Regions from separate parts of the Zea mays genome. Here region 2 is linked to region 1. The links are chromatin contacts, called in public Hi-C maps. All regions are on one chromosome and are shown on one strand. Each heading gives the region's core, a stretch centred on a gene start, on an enhancer-like site or on the middle of the called end of the contact. The rest is flanking DNA. Distances are from core to core; before and after follow the strand shown.

What was found. A called contact is a pair of places that touch in the nucleus more often than the background predicts.
Region 2: a Hi-C map of leaf shows a contact between it and region 1, with 5 times the contacts expected there. The contact joins the enhancer-like site here to the promoter of LOC100274155 in region 1. A contact is called at or near these places in 11 of 25 Hi-C or Micro-C datasets (ear, leaf, leaf mesophyll and 4 more).

Annotation. Positions count from the first base shown.
Region 1 is chr8:166,227,906-166,232,637 of Zm-B73-REFERENCE-NAM-5.0, reverse strand. LOC100274155 (RING finger protein) reads right to left here and starts at 3,383. Exons shown (of 4, transcript NM_001148533.1): 1 at 2,456-3,383; 2 at 2,154-2,204; 3 at 1,977-2,049; 4 at 1-30. The coding sequence starts at 3,123.
Region 2 is chr8:166,325,799-166,330,581 of Zm-B73-REFERENCE-NAM-5.0, reverse strand. LOC100273501 reads left to right here. Exons shown (of 15, transcript XM_008658682.3): 13 at 462-652; 14 at 751-933; 15 at 1,207-1,708. The coding sequence ends at 892. It also overlaps the pseudogene LOC103636328. Among protein-coding and RNA genes, the nearest start is that of LOC100273501, 6.5 kb to the left of the region's middle. Within about 2 kb of position 3,126, at least 20 of the 20 cell types and tissues checked have an H3K27ac peak or open chromatin away from gene starts, as enhancers often do. A contact at or near this core is called in ear, leaf, leaf mesophyll and 3 more, where this site is marked.

The DNA of each region.
Region 1 (4,732 bases), core at 2,134-4,633:
AAGAACCTGCCCTCTGCATGTCAGCTCCACCTGCCATTATATGTGTATATTATTTCATTCATTAATTCAGTGGGTAATCGTCACAAACAGCTATATAAGATCCAGTAAAATGTTGAATAATCTGATACACACGCACACACACGAGTATAAAACACAAGTATTTGTAAGTAACCTACAATGGTCGCTCAATGCATCATTAAAATTTCTAAATACATGTATATGTTAAGCTCATAATAAACTGTTAGGACTTGTTTGAGAGGAAGAGTAATCGAGAGGATTGAAGGGGCTAGAATACCCCACTATTCAATTTTAAATAGTGAGGGATTCTAGCATCCTCAATCCCCTTCATTCCACTCGCTCCCAAACAAGCCCTTAATGGTCAGGTACTCAGGTTCACATGAATTGTTGTCATGCGTGTTTCTTGTGGTGGGACGATGTTCGATGCATGCTGTATAAATAATAAAGTTTCGTGCTTTATAGTTGTAGATATGTCGCTAGCTAGCGCTCTAGCTACGTGTACGGCGTGATGGCATAGAGACGTGTGCATGCGGACGGAAGCTTACAAACAGCAGTAGTGGTACACACTAATACGCATGCATGCAGTAGAGCTAGCAGATGGTGATCTGTCGCCTTCAGTTTTGCCTTTAGAGATCGGTGGGAATGAATGTCCTCATCACATCATGCATGGAGATCGATCGAGCTGCTGCTGCTGGTGGTATGGTCGTGCTGCTAGAGTATATATATAGAGAGAGAGAGGTGCCTCAGCGCTGGCGTCGCTCTCCGGCGTGCTGGCTAGCCCACATATGCAGGCGTGCAACACGCGCGCTCGCTCTCCGGCCGGCCGGCCCTACGTACCGTACGTAGAAACCACCCCATAGCTAGCCACGACATGGGCAAGGGGGCGGTGCGGGCAAAAGTTGCTTTCCCTGGGATTCTATTCCCTTCTCGAATCGCGTCGTTGCCGTAAAATATATATGCATGGGTCATATATGTTTTGGTTTATTTGGCCATTAGAAACGTGCGTTGCAAACAGAGCGTTGTGCGTCATCTGCTGAAATCAGATTCTATGTCATGCCGAGACGACGTATATGATGCCATTCTAGCTTTTCTATAAACATAGACCGTGAGCTCAGGTTATGGAAATATGGACTAGACAGACAGTAAAATTTTAAAACTTTTAAGTTTTTTTTTTAAAATATAACGATTTGTGCTATGAAGACCCGGAAACTGGAGAAGTGCGTGTAAACAAAAAGCATATCATGCCATGCTTATTAGGTTCAACTTGCTAACAGTTAGCGATTAAGAATTGACAGAAGTGGATGCAAATATATAATAAACCAATAAATACCACCAGTATATAGTTAGCGATTAAGAATTAACGGCAGGATTACGGAAGCATGACGATCAGGTGACGGGCCGGCTAGCTTGGGTATGTGCATGCGTGCATCGCGTGTGTCATGTCTAATACAATATAATCCAAAGCTAGTGAGTGTACGCATGCACGACGGAAAGTGCGCGTGCTTAGCTTCCCAGTCGTCGTCGTTGCAGCCATGCACGACTGCTCGTGCGTGCTGCCATATATGCTCATCAACCAACTTCACGCTAGCATGCAGCTGCAAACCGCGCGCATGCATGCGCGACGACTACTGACCTACTCCAAATAATGCATATGGCTTCAATATCCGATTGATACTGCTGAAGATGAAGACGATGATATTAAAACGTGTGTGTATATATGTATATATATAGCATTAGCTCATATATATATGATGTGGGCCTGTGACCTACTACTATATTCCTTTGTCTAGTTATTTTCTCCAGATCGACGAGCTAATTAAAGGAGATCCCCGGCCTGTACGTACTCTTAATTGATTAGGTATAATGTTTCTTTCATATATATGATCGATTCCAAGTGCACGCCAGTTCATATGAGCTTCTCGAGAGGGTGATGCATCATGCATGTATAGATGTACTACCTGATGAGACGGCGTGATCCCTAGCTTGTCGGCCAAGTACTTCATCACCACCGCCACCGTCACGTTGCTGTCCCTGCGTGCAAAATCAGTTTCAGATGCCTATGGATTTGTAGGTAGCTCTTTGCTTGCTAGTCATAAAATAGAACAACAAAAAAAGAAGAAAGGATAGAAAAGTACTTGATTCGTAGGTAGCTCTTTGCTATCTGGGGCAAAACAGGCTCTCTGATTCTGCAAGCATATATATATGGGAAATAAAACTAGTTAAATAAACATGCAGCGCGCCGCTCCACGCAACATGCATGAACAAGAACGAACACTACAAATCTAAACAATATGTGCATGCATAATGTGTTACTTATGCCACCTAATTAATGTGATCAAACGTACGTAGGTATGAATATGATGCGTATGTTTGCAAGCACATCGTCGCAGTAAAGGCTAAATAAAGCTGTGGATTTATCATGCATGTGTGCACTTACTGGTTGGGAGCTGCTCGAAGCGTCAGCCACAGCCCGCCGGGCGCCTCCGTTCGCCGCGGCGGGCTAACGACTCTTATGGCAGCGCCGCCGGAGCACCTGATGAACGGAGGAGGAGGCGCCAGCGGCGCCGACATGGCCGACCCGCTAGCTTCCGCCGCCGGTCGATACCGTCCGCGGTCGCCGCCGTAGGACTGGTCGACGTGGTAGCTCCGAAGCGGCAGCGGGAACAACGGCGGCGGCCTCGCACTCGCGTTCCGCTTGTTGTCGTACGCCAAAAGGTACAGCCCCTCCTCCACAGGAGGCGGGGGCGCCGGACCCGGATCCGGAGCCGTGATGTTGTTGTCGCCGGAGGAGGAGGAGGAGGCCGACGACGACGCGGCGGCGAGGCCTAGCTGGAGCCAGCAGTCTCCTTCTTCGTCGTCGTTTCCTGCGGCGGCGGCGGCGCCCGGGGAGCTCGAGCTCCTCGTCCCCGCCGCAGCAGCCTCGTCATCGTCTACTACCATAGTCGCCAGCGGCCGAGGGAATCTTGTTGACGGATTGCTGCTCTGGTCCTCCAACTGGGCGGCGATGCCGACGTAGTACTGGCCGGGGTGGTAGCACGACCTGCCGCGGCTGCTCTTGACGCCGTCATGGTGCAACAGGTTCCTAGTTGTTGGGACCATGGTCATCGATCGTGCTGGTGCATCTCATATCTCAATCACCGACTGCACCATGGCTGCATGTATGGATGAATGGATGGATGGAGAAGAAGCAGGGAGATGCATGCATATGTCTGTGGGGGTCTGGGGGAGTCAGAAGGAAAGAAGGTGAATAACTAGCTGAAGAGAAATGACTTGGAAGGGAGGAGGAAGAAGAGGATTCTGAGTCCTCGCTTTTCTCCTATTCGGGAGCAAGCCAAGGGAGAGATGATGGTGTGGCCTCACTTTCTTTCCCTTTGGTCTGGGACTCTGTGGAGCCGCCTGTGGTCAAGAGAGATGAAATTAATACTAGTACTTGCTTTGTGCAGTTGTGCTGCAAATGAAGAATTATAGTATTATTACTTTATGCCATGATCGTGTTGTAGAATACTAGAATCCATCCATCTCCCTGGGATCGGTGGACGATGGAGAGGCTGAAGAAGGAAACCCTGATGCTACTGTGCGAACAAGTGAAAGTGTCGTGTACGTTGAGGTGACAGCATGGCAACTCCACTACTATCCTAACTTTTGCTAATCTCTCTACACACCAAAAGGTTACTATCTTCAGCCTAGGTGTAGCCTTTCACCACCCACACTTAGGCTCTGTTCGGTTGTTATGGATTTGAGCCCCGGATTGATTACTAGCCGGATTACTTCTCTAATTTATATAGATTTTGATGAGCTGGAATAAATACTGGTCTATTCCGGTGAAACCGAACAGGGCCTTAAGCAACTGCATCCTTTTCCATTATTTATCTATTGGTATATACAGAAAGTAGTTCAATGTTTTGATGGAAAAGAGCATGAAACCACTTGTACGTGAAGCATGCTAAACATTCAGATATTATATGAAAAAAGGTCATTAGAAAAACAAAATATACAGAAAGTTTATGTTACCCAATTTCCATATATAATTCCCTGAATGAGTTGCACTGAGCCTCATGTATTTCTGTAAATTTTTTTTGCATATTTATTCATGTATTACCACCTCTGCATGCGTTTTACAGTAATAATTGAGCTCACAGCTGATTCCTCCTCTACTCATTTGAGTTTGACTAATGTTAGATCACTGTTGTAAGTTGATGGGCACCACTATCAATTCCATGGAATCATTACATCAACTTGACCATATATAGAATACCAAGTGTCTTCAAGAGTTCGTGCATGATCCACAGCAGGATCTCAGCTGGGTACTTAATTAGTTGTCAACCATTGCAGGGGTGAGGCCATCACGTAATGCAGCAGGAACAGATTAAAGAGAGAGAAAAAAAAACAATTTTGCATCTAAACAAAGAGCAAGGGACTACATGCACCCATGCACAGGCCATCTAATGGCTCCAGCATGTAGACGACATATCTACTTTAGTATCAGCCTCATGGTTCATGGCGAGGCCAAAAGTACAAAAATAATACTCTGTGGTCTGTTATGGAGTCCTTTAAGGGACTACGTTTTAATATTCTCATACTCCTTTGGTAATTATAATGCTGCAAATAATCTGATTCAGAGGAACACAATATATCACCCACATCTTTTTTTGTTAAAGTTATCTTGGCCACATTGCATGTGGATCAGTGCCATGAAAGAAAATCGTGGGCACAG
Region 2 (4,783 bases), core at 1,877-4,376, 98 kb before region 1:
TCATTCGGTTATTGAAACAAAATGACCTCTTCAGATATTGCTGTGTGGTTCCGAAATCCTGGTGGTTTGGTTCCTAATTGTCTGAATGCAGACTGGTCGTTGAGTTCATGACTCAAATCTGTGGTTTTCACCGACACTGATCGAATCTGCCAATAATCGTTTGATGTGTTCTCTATGTTGCCTAAAATCGCATCTCCATTTGGCAGAATTCAAAAAAGAAGAAGAAAAGAAACAGAAACAAAACAATAAATTTACTCAACATGCCTGATGATACATTTATTCTTTTTTGGTGGCCATGGATTGGATTGTTCGGTCCAAAGCAGAATTGCTTGATTGCGTCATTGTAGTTTTACATACAATAATATTGCATAACTGCTTTGTGGCCGAACCTATAAAATATCTTGTGTAGTCCTATGATCCTATCCTCTACAATTTACACTTCTGCTTCGAATGGTCTTCAGGTTCATAAGCAAGGAGTTGCGCTTGGCCGGTCCGTGGACCTCTCTAAATTCACCGACTACGGTGAGCTCAAAGCGGAACTAGACAAGATGTTTGAGTTCGAGGGCGAATTGGTATCTGCTAACCGGAACTGGCAGATCGTTTATACCGACAACGAGGGTGATATGATGCTTGTCGGAGATGACCCGTGGGAGTAAGTCTTTTTCTCTCTCTCAAGTGGTGGGAGCTTTGTACACGCGAATGAGCTTTCTCGTTCCAATACTGACACACCAGTCCATTGCTTACGAGCAGGGAGTTCTGCAACATAGTGCGCAAGATCTACATCTACACGAAGGAGGAGGTCCAGAAGATGAACTCGAAATCATCCGTGCCGAGGAAGGAGGAACCCCCAGCAGCAGGCGAAGGCTGCGCCGCCGCCGCCGCAAACGAGTAGGATGTCTGCCTGCACTGCAGCAAGCAGTTTTAGATGACTAGGTAAGTCCTCCGTTTGAGCCGCAGTACTCTGTTTTTTTTGTTGTTGTTGCAACAGTGGTGGTGAATGGGGTTTTGACTCTGGACTAAAGGAGCAACGAATTTGTCTTTGTTGAATACCTGTTAATGCATTGCTAAATTCAGCATCTCGGCTGCATTGGCGCTCTGGTCACATGATACTTAAGTTTGGCATTGGCATGATAGGAGGCTGCAGTGATGGGAAAAGGAAAAAGGGGGGCTCATCTTTTGGTTGTCGCTTTTTGGCTTTGTGTGTAGGTCGTGTGGAGGAAGCCGACGATGATGCATGCGTGATGAACCCGTTCCTTGTGCAGGAGGTGGTGCCAGCCCGGGTCCCAGGGAAGTAAAAACTCCTGAGATCTTTTGCTTGTCCGTTGCAGCCCCATCCCCCGTCCGTTTGGGTTTTAGTTGGGAACGTAGAAACTACTGTCTCCGCCTGCTTCTCCGAAGCTCGCTGTTGGTAGCAAGTTTTATTGCTAGTATTATTGTTATTGCTGATTTGCTCCCCTCTGCCTTTGCGATGTAAATATTTGTGTACCCAGCCCCAGCCCCAGCCCCAGCCCCAGCTTGTAGTGAGCAGTAACAAGCAGTAGCGGTACCTTCGGTATTAACCGGCAGCTAGCTATTTCGCGGCATTTTAATCCCTGTAAGCGTAGCTCTGTGGCGTGAGATAGATGACAAACACTGGGTATATGTATGTCTGATCTTTCTCACTGAATGTACCATAAGAGAGTTTGTAGAGTACCTGACCTGTGACCAACCCCGTTCCTGTCAGCTCTCTGGTCTCAGCAACACGCTGTGTGATGCCGCATATGGTCAATGCAAGTCCGTGTCGTTTACAACGTCCGTCTTCGTGGCGATGACGGCGACCTAAAGGCGCGCACTGTCTCTTTTTGCCGTCCATTGATCCATACGCTATGCAAGTATGCATGATTGGGGCGAGTGTGTGGCGGGGCCCCTTATCGTCTTGCCTGCCTGGTGTCCGAGTGATGCAATGCAAATCAAAGCACAGCGAAAGGCAAAGGCGACAGGCAGCTCATGCTGTGGGCGCGATTTCCCGTCACATTTGGTGTGCTCTGTTGATACACGGAACTGAGGAAGTGGTGGTGGCGTTAAGCTGTTTCTGCAGTGAAATGAAGGGAGGAAAGGTGCCCGGGGCAAGCAAGCAACCAACCAGCCAGGCGTGTGGCTGCTTGCCTCCCTGATCCCTCGGCACCGCCTGCTAGTGCCTCCCCTGAACTCCGTGGAAAAGGCGCCATCCGTCCACTTCGTTCCCCCGCCCCGTTGCCGCCACGAGTGTGCCGTCGTGGTTGGCCCGTCCGCCTGGGCTGCACTCCCGGTGGCGCTCGTGCTGCCAGCCAGCCGTCTCCCTTCCTCCGGTCAACGTGGCAGGGGAGAGGACAGAGGAGGGCTCACCGCACCGGCGCGGTGGCTGGAAACTGGCAAGGGACCATGGCTCGCTGCGAGGTTCGCTGCATCTGCATGGCTACTAGTCCTGCATCCATGGGTCCGGACCCCGGTCCCCGGAGCCGGAGGGATATGCTTTTGGGCGGTCGGTCTGGTCGGGGCGACGACAGCAGGTCAGCAGCAGCCGCGGAACGTGCCATGCCAATCCTAAAGGGCGTCGCAGTCGCTCACTGTTGGGCTGTTGTGGGGTCCCGTGGCTGTCGTCGTCGTCGTCGTAGCAAAGAAACAGTGGATCCATGGTCTGGCGAACACCCCAGGACAGGCTTTGACCGGAACCGGGGCGCTGGTCCTTTGTCCTCTCTCTCTCTCTCTTGAAACAATGGTCGAAACAGTTCTTGACTGGGTCCGGACGTGGCGGCCGATGCTTGTACGGCTCCGCGCGGTTCCACGGGAAGCATCATCATGGCTTTGCACAGAGCACGTACCCTGGGGATACCTCTGCCGCTGCTGCCTGCGCCTGACCCTGACCCTGACCCTGCCTAGTGTGTCTTCTGTTGCACTGGGCAGTGGGCAACTGGGCACTACCACGGGCTACCGACGTGTAGCGTAGCAGCAGCAGTAGATCATTTGGCAGTATGTGACACTGAATCCAGAGTAGTAGCGCCCTAGTCGAGCAGGCGATGATGGCGCTGGCACGTGGACCCTCCACGACCCTGGCCCCCGCCACGCGCTCGGGACCCTCCCACTCCATCCGAGGCACACCGATGCATGCTGTCCTGTCCTGGAGTCGCAGTGTAGTAGGTGCAGCACTAGTAATTGCTGTGCGGGGTGGTGGCCCGGCCCGGTGCTGCGCTCGCTAGACACTCACTGCTGCTGTAGGCAGCGTCGAGCCCAGCAGCAAGCAGCCCACGGCCCACCACCACGGAGAGGGGGAGGCAGGCAGGCGGGGCCGCCAGCCACCCACATCAGTCGAAACGGCATCTAGGCAGGCGCCGCGCCAGTCCAAGCGCGTCGCGACAAGGCCGCTGCTGCCGTCCCTCTCTGCTCGCCCTCGCAGTAGCAGCACGGGCACTGCTGCTGTTGGGGGTGGCCCCTGCCTCTGCCTCACAGGCTACGACTGCCACACGCCCAGACCACCGTCTCTGCCTCGTTTTCCTCGTGGCGACGTCGACGACCAGCGACAGGCGTACGAGTGAGTGTTCGTACGAGTATTCGCTGTAGCAGTCTAGCAGGGCAGCAGAAAAAGTGTGAAGCGTGAAGGAGTCCGCTCCAGCTCCGGCCGGACGCCCGCCGCGTGGGGAGACCGGCGACGGAAACGTACGTACGGACAGACTGAGAAACGTCCAGGGAGAGGAAGACGAAACACGCGTCGGCACGGCACCGCATCTCTGACGTGGTTGCGCCGCGCGCACGCAGACACAGGAGCAGACCGGGCCGGCGGCCGGTTGTTGGCTGTCGGGAAGAAGAAACAAAACAGCACGACGTCGACACCCCCGGGGGGGACGGCGTGTTACATGCTGCTGCATCCATGCCTGCCGGCGTCGCCGTTGACGGGCTGTGGCTGTGGGCCTCATGCGTGCATCCTAGGACGCGCCATCGATCGGTCCTCCTCCCTCCGTCACGCGCCTACTACCTACGACTAATTCGTGGCGTCGCAGGTTTCAGTCTTCCAAGTGCAAAGAGAGTGACCAGCAGACTTGCGCGTTCACTCGCCAATTGTCAGCTTTGATGCAATGCAATGCAACTCCTCTGTTGTGGGTTTAGTATCACGTCGCTTTCATTGGACGCAGAGAAATAAACAGTCAGAATTAGAATTCTGCAAACGCTTCTCCACCGTCACTATCGTCGTCGTTAGTCTGGCAATTGGCGACCCATTGTCAATCCTTTCTCATGCTCCATGCAATTTTAATCATGCTTAATATTGGTCATAAACTCTAGGAAAGGAAAAGGAACCAAAGAACATGACAAGCCATGTTTGGTTTACTGTCTAACTTACCATACTTTATATAACTTTTCTATATAAGTTTAGTTCTTCAATTTTGACGACTAATCTTAGACAAAATATGATACATTTAGTCACGAACCAAACAAGTCCTAGAGCCTCTAACCCCAGGAGAGACCGAAAACACCACCAACCATTTGCCCCCGCTCGTGAAACACTAAGGGCATGTTTGGATTGATGCATAACTTGCCTAACTTTTCAGCCTAAGATTAGTTATTTAATTCAAGGGCATGTTTGAATTGATGCCTAACTTTTCAGCATAAGATTAGTTATTCGAACAACTAACCTTAGGCAAAGTGTGACACAGTTAGTCACAAACCAAACATGTCCTAAAACCACCAACCAGGTGTTATTCTATTCTATGTAAGCATGGCAACGTATGTCTGATAAGAATACAAAAAATTTCCCCGCCTTTTAAAGTACAAT